Regions from separate parts of the Rattus norvegicus genome. Here region 2 is linked to region 1. The links are chromatin contacts, called in public Hi-C maps. All regions are on one chromosome and are shown on one strand. Each heading gives the region's core, a stretch centred on a gene start, on an enhancer-like site or on the middle of the called end of the contact. The rest is flanking DNA. Distances are from core to core; before and after follow the strand shown. Region 1 holds the start of Cep83os (centrosomal protein 83, opposite strand). Region 2 holds the start of Plxnc1 (plexin C1).

What was found. Hi-C and Micro-C count contacts between places; a contact is called where the count stands out from the background.
Region 2: a Hi-C map of Schwann cells shows a contact between it and region 1, with 3 times the contacts expected there. The contact joins the promoter of Plxnc1 here to the promoter of Cep83os in region 1. A contact is called at or near these places in 2 of 12 Hi-C or Micro-C datasets (Schwann cells and hepatocytes).

Annotation. Positions count from the first base shown.
Region 1 is chr7:31,164,587-31,169,161 of GRCr8, reverse strand. Cep83os (centrosomal protein 83, opposite strand) reads left to right here and starts at 1,966. Exons shown (of 3, transcript NR_132625.1): 1 at 1,966-2,346. Cep83 (centrosomal protein 83) reads right to left here and starts at 1,795. Exons shown (of 16, transcript NM_001014266.2): 1 at 1,527-1,795.
Region 2 is chr7:31,429,068-31,433,753 of GRCr8, reverse strand. Plxnc1 (plexin C1) reads left to right here and starts at 3,149. Exons shown (of 31, transcript NM_001426988.1): 1 at 3,149-4,477. The coding sequence starts at 3,416. LOC120093559 (a long non-coding RNA gene) reads right to left here and starts at 3,050. Exons shown (of 3, transcript XR_005486865.2): 1 at 2,921-3,050; 2 at 1,645-1,730; 3 at 1-768.

The sequences.
Region 1 (4,575 bases), core at 717-3,216:
CCTGAGCTTCCCTTCCCTTCCCTTCCCCTAGCTTCTTTCCATATAACCTCAGTCAACTTGACTACTTACTCTCTTGACTCTTGGTTCTGCTTTACACTCCACTCCTGGACCTCTCTCCTCTTTCCTTTCTTGCTCTCCCCCCATTCTCCTCTCATGGCACCATCTATTCTGTTGGTCATGTTTAGTCTAGACCCTTCTTGACGCCTCTGGCTGTTCTCTCCTTTACACCTACAGAAAATCCTTCTCCTCAACCATACCTGGGAATAGCTATAGACTCATTCTCATTCAGTCCTGGACCAGGAGGCTGAGGCAAAAGAATTGCCAATTCAAAGTAAGCCTGGGATACAAAGCTAGACTATGTCTTAAATGCTTTCCCCACCATATAGAACACTTAATAAAGTAAATTAAATTAAAAACTTAGTTTACCACTCAAGTTATATATTTTAAGGGTTCAACAAGTGGAGACCAAGGCTATTGTTAAACCAAGGCTTAAAAACTTATACCGTTTTGCCATCTCTCAAATGTAACTTAAATTGCTATCATCGTGTTATTTGAGAATATTATTAAATACAGCCAGCATATTTTATCTCATTAGAAAGGAAATACTCAAAGAGAAACACCCAGCGTACTCTGGGATAAATAACAACCAAAAGGAACTCAAATCCCTTTCCAACTCTCCAAAGAGTCTTGTGTGACAACAGAAAAATCAAAGCATTCTAATAATTCTAAATAAAACTGACTTGGAATCAAATCTGAATACAAAAAGCGACAAACATAACCACCTATAAGCATAAATCTGGAGAACTCCAAACTCAGATTAACAGGCCACATTTACTTATGTTCTAGTTGAATATTAGACTTGTTTACGATGATGTTGCTTGGTAACAGAAGCACAGCTTTAACCTACTTAGTTCTTTAGATCTCAATTTAGTACTTTATACTAACAGCCTGATCCTATAATGAATTACATATTAAAAAAATTACATATTAAAAAAATCGGAACAAATTTATCCTTATCCTCAACATCTTTGAATAGAAGTGGCCTGATAATTGGAAGGTAAGACTTTAAAGCTGTCTTTAAAGACATTTAAATGCCCTCTAGGGCATTTTTAAAAAGCCTAGTGTCCTTTTATTGTACTCAGAAACTGGACTTAGAACTTGTCAAAGTACCAAGCCCAAAATACACTTCCCACATTTCAGACCTTACCTCGGCAACATCCGCAAACAAACTGCTACAACTATCTTTAAGGGCAAGGAAAAATGACGACAGCGTAGTTTTTCCGTCACAAATTAAACTGGAGGTGTTTTACATTAACCCCATTACTCTGCTAGCTATCATGCCGCAGTGCACCAAAAAGCCGGGAAAGGAGTTTCACGTGCTTTAAAAAAATACCCGGGCCTGCCTTCCTAACACGCGCTTCCACTTCTTCACCAGGAAACAAAACCGGGGTTCAAGGGCGGACGCGGAGGAGTGCTGCAGGATTCCAAGCAGACGCCCAGCATGCCTAGAAAGCGAGGTGACTTACCAAACTTACACACGGTCCTAGCAGCGTGCCCTAGCACAGCAGCCGCGCTCGCCCCCCTGGGTCCCCGGCACAGCTCCGACCACCGCCACCCACACCGCTCTGCTCGCTCAGGCATTGGGGCCGAGGGGTCCAGACGGTCCCACCGGCTGGGGTGTCGGCCCAGCCCGCCACGTCTGGAGCGGTCCAGGCGGCCGCTCCCGCCGCGGGGGTGGAGACAAGCCAACGAGCCGGGCTGTACCCGAGGGCACCCACTCCTAGGGAAGGTTGAGGTAGCCCGGGAAACTCGGAGGGCCGAGAGGGCGGCGGCTGCAAGCCCGGCTCCTCCTCTGCGGCCCGGCCTCCTCAGCAGACACGCCGCCCCCTCAGCCCGCCGCCCGCCACTCCAGAGCAGACCTGGTCCCGAGCCGCGGCGGCGCGCGCGGCAGGAAGTCCCGCCCCCGTGCTACGTCATCGGCACTGCGCACCGCCCCAGGGCCCGAGCCGTTGGTGAGGAAAGCGGGCGACGGTTGCGCGGGCAGCCGCTGCTACTGTGGGAAAAGTGCGGACGCCACTCTGGGACGGCCCTGTGGGCCACACCAAAGCCCGCGAGCCCGGGAAACGGCAGGTCTCGCCTCACGCCCGACTCCCCGTGGGTTGAGGGACTCCCTGCCCTTGTCCCGCCCAGGTTACACTTCCTTCTCTGAGAGCTTGGATGGTGCTCTTAGCCGCCACCTCTATCACTGCCCGCCTGTCATCATGCCTGCTGGGCGGGTTTTCTGGCTTTGGCACCCAGTCAGCCTGCAAGTACGGAGTCGCCTCAGCTTGCCAACAGGGAAGTCAGGTCAGGACCCCCTTCCTGCCCCAGTTCCGTCCTGTAAGCCCATCTACTCTTAGGTGTATAACAGGGCGAGCTCCTAGTCTCCATGCTGCTAACTAAATTGACACTTGGTGACAGCTTTGATATTTGTGACCTAAAGGCTGAAATAAACCAGGCTTACAGCGTTTCAAGGTAGGCGATGGGAGAAACAGGCGTCCGGTCTATACCCATGTTTGCTGAATGCCTCCTTACTGTGTGGGCTTGGATCTTGACTATGTATTGTGAAGCACAGCTTATGTTTGCCCATGAGATAACTATATCCAGCCTCTGGGTAGATGGTAACTGAGCTGTCGCATTTTTCTTGAAATAGAAGTGCATACTATTATGGGTGGGTTATATAAAGGAGACACGCGGGAGACACATTCACAATCAGAATGGAGAAAGCATTAGTCTGTGTGTGTGACATTGACAGTAAAAATTTGCTGAACACCTATATCAAGTGCCGCGGCATTTTTAGAGATTATCTGAACCCCTAGTTCTGTAGATTCAACTATGTTTTATGGTTTCCCCAGATCCTGAGATCAAATCAAAACAGTGAAAGTATCCGTTAAAAAAAATAAATCACTGGAAAGTGAGAAGACTGGAGAAATGACTAGCGAGTGAAGAAAAGCTTTATTTCTCACACAAGAGTAAATGCTAGATGAACACTTAAAAGAAAAAAATTAAACCATTAAAAACATGGGAAAATCCGTTGTGGAGAGATGGCTCAGTGTTTAGAATGCTTGCTGCTTTCCCAAGGACCTATATTCAGGTCCTAGAACCTAGTTCGTGCTGCTCTAATCTGCCTTTAACTACAGCTCTCAGGGGATCCAATACCTTTGGCCTCAGAGCACCTACACTTATGTACACCTACCCACACAAAGACACAGTAAAAGTAGTCATATTTTTAAGTAGAAATTCAAGGTGAATACATAGATAACCTTGAGGTTAGAAAGGTCCTTTCCAAGTATGAAACTATAAGAAACAACTAAGATTGTAATACACCCTCAAAACTGAAAATAGTGAACTATAGAAAAATATATCCATACATTTGCAAAGAAAAATTATTCCCAACATACACCTCTTAGAAAATCAATTATAAATTTCAACACCTAAATATAAAAATTGACAAAAGAGAAGTGTCACATGTCTGTAATCCCGGCACTCTAGCTACTGGGGTAGGAGTTTGACTCAAAAGAGAAAATAATCCATATATATCGTGATTCCAAGAAAAAACACCCAGTTAATAAATGAAAAGTTGTCTACCTTCCAAACATTTCATTTGCTTATCGGTATTGACAGAGCCGTGAAAATACAATCCCTTTGTGACTACTGGTGTGAGGACAATAACAGTCCATCCTGATTTATTAATATAAGCATCATCTTCTGTCCCACTTAAAACAACAAGATTCCTGAGGATCTTGCCACGGTTATATTCCATATTCAGTGTATATTATCACTAGAACAGAAGAGAATTATGGTGTGTGCAGACAATAGAATACTCTTGGCCCATCAAAGCATTGTATTATATATGTCCATGGACTCTGGGTCCTATTTGTCCAAAAGAAAGAGCAAACTACAGATCACAGTGTACAGAATATGAATTCACATATGTGGATGAATAGAAATATGAGTACAAAACTGAAAAGACTGAGACTGCGTTTTATCTTTTGGATGTTTTAACCTTGTATAAGGTTTTTTTGAATTTATAAATTGGTTATTTTATGAAAGTGAGGTCGTGTTATGTTTTTTAATTAAAGATGTGCAGGGAAAGAAGCATGAACTGTAGGCCTACACAAGTATGCGACCTTGGAATCTGAATACAGGTTGTTTTTGGGTTTTGGGTTTTGTTTTTTTTTTTTTTTCTTCCATAAATTTTACTATAACTTACTTGCAGACCTGATCACTAACTCATCACATATCTTGATTCCCACTCCTGTATTCTCTGTCAGTCAGGTATTTTTTATTATCTTGTAATTCCCTCTGCCACTGGATTACTTTTGCATTCTCCTTACATTTATCTTTCTGCTATGTATTACACATTTCCTTTCTCTTCCATCATTCGTTATGCATTTGTAAATTCACACACTATTAAGTCCCAGTGCTAATAGAACTATGTGGAATTTAAAGAGATACTTGGGTCACTTATGCTAGTAATAATTAAAATGAAACAGACAACTTTCTCTTTTTAAAAAAACAGCCGGGGTGGTTGGG
Region 2 (4,686 bases), core at 1,900-4,399, 260 kb before region 1:
AGACTCTTCCAGCTAGCAAAGGCTGTGCACGCAACTGTTCAGAACCCATCTGAACGGCCCGTTTCCGTGGTAGCAGGTCTGTCTGGAGGATGGATCTGGACCACCTTCTTTTGTTTGATTTTCAGCCATTTGTGTTACAAGAAGTTCCGAAACGTGTCATGAGGGACACCCAACAAGATGGAGGGTCCCAGCCAGTTGGTGAGAGAAGCTTTGTCATGGGTGAGCTGCATACCCCCTCTGACAGATGGGTGTGTCTAAGAGAAAGCCTTTAAAGAAACATAGACCCTGTGCCTAAATATTTTTTTTTCGAGTTCTTTCCTATTTCCCATACTCTTCAAATGTGAATATGTGTCCTGAAGGTGGAGCTTTAGTACACGAGAAAATTGGGAAGGGGCAAAGGCATTTGCTCAAAATGGGGTAGGAACGGCCAAGAACCTGTTTCCAGGTTTCTTAATGGCCTGTATTTGTCATGCCAACAAGTTAGCACGGATTCCGGTTTCTCCCACTACAGGAGTCTGCACACAATTAAACGGGAGTAGAGAGAAAGCCTGCTTGCCGGAATAGCGCTTATGGTCTCAGCAAACTAAGGAGATGCCAGGACCACCAGAGTCCTTTCCACGCCTTGCAGATAATTTTTGCAGGATGCTGTTTCTTCTTCTCTCAAAGTGCAGCAGCAAAGAATTGAGCAGTGGTCAACGTGCCAGGATGCCGTGGAGTAAGCTTGATCCAAATAGCTTCCAAGATAGTCTGCAACTGACTGTAGCAACACTGTGGGGGTTAGGGAAATGGCTTGGTTACCAGGGAAGAAAGAGTTATCTCCAGAATGGAACTGAATGCTGCTTCTCGGCCCAGAACACCACCACAGCCCATTCACGAATCAACCACAGGGAAACTTTAGGAAGCCTGATGCATGCATGTCCTACTATGTTGGAGAGGGGTCAGTGCACTTCCGGAGAGGGTTATTTTGTTGTTTCCTTTTTTTTTTTTTCTGTTTTGAGTGATGCAAAAAAAAATCCTTAAAATATTACAAGTGGTGGAGAATGGGGAGGGGGATTTTTTAAGCAAGTAAGCCATTTGAGTTGCTTCACTTAAGAGGTCCGTCTTAGCATCAACCTAGGCCTACATTCCCTGCTCCCCCTTTCTCTCCTCTTCTTTCTGTCACTACAGAAGAGGTGACCTCCATCTAACATCTGAGAGCATTGGCACTGCCCAGCAGCAGCAGAAACGATAGCTAGTCCCCATCGAGGCGGTTGCACGTGGAAAAATGGCCTTGGAGCCCAGCTTTTGAAAGCCACTGCTGAAGGAATGGTGTGTGTGTGTGTGTGTGTGTGTGTGTGTGTGTGTGTGTGTGTGTGTGTGTATGTGTACAGCAGAGAATGGAAGTCCAGACCTGGCTCAAACTCTCTTTCACTGAGCTACACTCACTCCTAATACTTCAGCCGCTCCTCTGGGTTAGACTTTCAAGCTTCTTGCCCACTTCTCTCTTCTGCCTTTCCTGGCGCCCCTCTCAGCAGTGGGGGAGGGGGACGAGGTGGGGGGGCATCTAATCAGTTCCGTGGAAGAGTGAAACCTGTCACAGCTGTCAGGCTCTGCAAGATTTGACCCATGAGGAAGCTCATTCAGCAATGCCCCCTGAAAACATACCGATTCCTATCCAGAGCTGGGCCGACTTGGGGTGAGAAGGGAAGAACACACAGCAACCAGTTGCGGGTCCGTGGTGTGGAAAAGATCTAGGAAGGAGTGCAGATCATTTCTTAAGGACCCAATAAGGGTCTTTAGCTCCCTCTCCATTTGCCACAGAGTTAGAGGCACCAATGCTTGCCTCTGGGAAGCCCACTTCTGAGAAAACATGAACCTGCCTGCTCCCCAGAGCAGTGATTTTCTCTTCCAGAAATTCTTGGTGGCTTGAGGGGAGAAGGGGACAAATCAGCTGACAGTTGCTACCTGGATGAATTGGGAAAGAGTGGCAAAAGGAGACCCTCTGGAAACAGAAGAGCACTGGACTGAGATGGGAGCCCTGGTTGTTGAGCCCAATGTACTTTTGCCTTTATTCTCTGGGGAGTGTTTCAGTGGCCACAGGTGGCACTGAACTAGCAAGAATCCTGTGACAGGCCCTGGCATGAGGTGTGGTTCGAATCTCTGCTGTGCTATTTGCTAACAGTTGTATCCTGGTGGGTTCCAAAACTATTCTCCAACACTGAGTAGGGATGGTCAAAGTCACCGTTGCCCTGAGCATTAAGTGAATCAAAATCGACATGGTGCATTTAGAACTACGCCCAGATCGTAGCGAGTTCTCAATAAATGCTAGCTTTTGTCATTAGGGTTAGCTAGTGAGCAGAACTTTCTAAGTGCTAGATCTGAGAGCCTAGGACTCCGTTGCCAAGGGAGACTAGGGAGCCTTTTCAAATATGAGAGCTCTGGCCCGAGGGATTGTCCGCAACGAGCGTGTGGCGCCTTTCTCCCACCTCACTCTGACCCAGGGAAACCCACCCCCTTTCACAGGGGCGTCTTGGTCCCCCTCAGCCGCCTCCCGCTTGGCCGCAGCTCCCCAAGCGCATCTCTGAAGGCCTCCCTCCCGCCGATCCACACCTGTCAGCAAGCCCTGGCAGTCTCCCAGGGGCTGGAGCCCAGGGCCTCCGCTGCAACCCATTCGACCCTGGGTCCTGGCTCCGCGAGCCTCGCATTTGCCCGGGGCTGCTCTCGTAAACAAAACCCGGGCATTGGAGCAGCCCCGCGGGCTGGAGAGCGCGGGAGCCAGCTCTGTGCCGGGTTCCGGCGCCCGGGGGAACCCGGGACGAGCAAGGGGCGATGGTGGCAGCCGCGGCGGCCGCGGCAGGCGGCTCAGCTTTGTTATGAATAGATGAAAGAGGCCACCTACACAGTAACCCAAATTACGAGACCTCCCTCCTCCCGATCTCACCGAATCAAGAAGGGAGGGGAGATGGGCGTGGAGGGAGGGCGGGCGAGAGGCGGAGGGCGGAGGAGGAAGAGGATGAGGAAGGGGCCAGTTGCATCCCACTTTCACAATGGGAAAGTGAAACGCACAAGCGCACCCAACCTCTCCAGCCCTCCCCGCCCGCCTCGCTCCCCTCCGCCCGTCCCCTCCCTTCCCCTCCGCGCCTCCCCGCGAGCGCCCGCGCCGCACAGAGGAACTCTCCGGCGAAGGCGGACGAGGAGGAAGCGTCTCCGGAGCGCGCAAGGCTTGCCGCCGCGGCACAGGCTGCCGGAGCGAGCCCGCCGCGCGTCGTCCTCCCTGCACTCCTTCCCGGCCGAGCCGCGGGGATGGGGCGGCCGCGGGAGCCCGAGCGCGCGCAGGAGCCGCCACCGCCGCCGCCGCCGCCCGCGTCTCCGTCGCCGCGCGCCTGAGCCGCCCGAGCCGCCGCGCGCCCTGCCCGGGGGCGGCCCCCCTAGCCCCATGGAGGTCTCCCGGAGGAAGGCGCCGCCGCGCCCCCCGTACCCTGCCGCACCGCTGCCCCTGATCGCCTATCTGCTGGCACTGGCGGTTCCCGCCCGGGGCGCGGACGAGCCGGTGTGGCGATCTGAGCAAGCCATCGGAGCCATAGCGGCGAGCCGAGCGGACGGCGTGTTCGTGGCGAGCGGCAGCTGCCTGGACCAGCTGGACTACAGCCTGAAGAACAGGCTCTCCCGCCTATACCGGGACCAAGCGGGCAACTGCACCGAGCCTGTCTCGTTGGCGCCCCCCGCGCGGCCCCGGCCCGGGAGCAGCTTCAGCAAGCTGCTATTACCCTACCGCGAGGGGGCGACCGGTCTCGAGGGGCTGCTGCTCACCGGCTGGACCTTCGACCGGGGCGCCTGCGAGGTGCGGCCCTTGGGCAACCTTAACCGCAGCTCCCTGCGCAACGGCACCGAGGTGGTGTCGTGTCACCCGCAGGGCTCGACGGCCGGTGTGGTGTACCGCGCGAGTGGCACCGATCTCTGGTACCTGGCGGTAGCCGCCACCTATGTGCTGCCGGAGCCGGAGACCGCGAATCGCTGCAACCCCGCGGCATCTGATCGCGACACGGCCATCGCGCTCAAGAACACGGAGGGGCGCAGTCTGGCCACGCAGGAGCTGGGCCGCCTGAAACTGCGCGGTAGTGCGGGCAGCCTGCACTTCGTGGACGCCTTTCTCTGGAACGGCAGTGTCTACTTCCCCTACTATCCCTACAACTACACAAGTGGCGCTGCCACCGGCTGGCCCAGCATGGCGCGCATCGCGCAGAGCACAGAGGTGCTATTCCAGGGCCAGGCGGCCCTCGATTGCGGCCACGGCCACCCCGAGGGCCGCCGCCTGCTGCTTTCCTCCAGTCTGGTGGAGGCTGTGGACATCTGGGCCGGCGTGTTCAGCGCGGCCACTGGAGAGGGCCAGGAGAAGCGCTCCCCCGCCACCACGGCTCTCTGCCTCTTCAGGATGAGTGAGATCCAGGCGCGCGCCAGGAGCTGCAGCTGGGACTTTCAGGCGACTGAGCACAACTGCGTAAGTCCTGCCCCGGGGGCTCAGATTGGAGACTTGGGTGACATTTACCAAGTCTAAGGTTCACATCGCCACCGACTGACCGAGACTGCAGGCTACTCAAAAGCACAGTCTGGGGTCCCCAAAGGGAGCGTGTAGAAACGGTGACGGGGTAGCGGGGAGGATTGGAGGGAGGTTCAAAACTCTAGTGGCTGCCTCTCATTTCCTTTTAG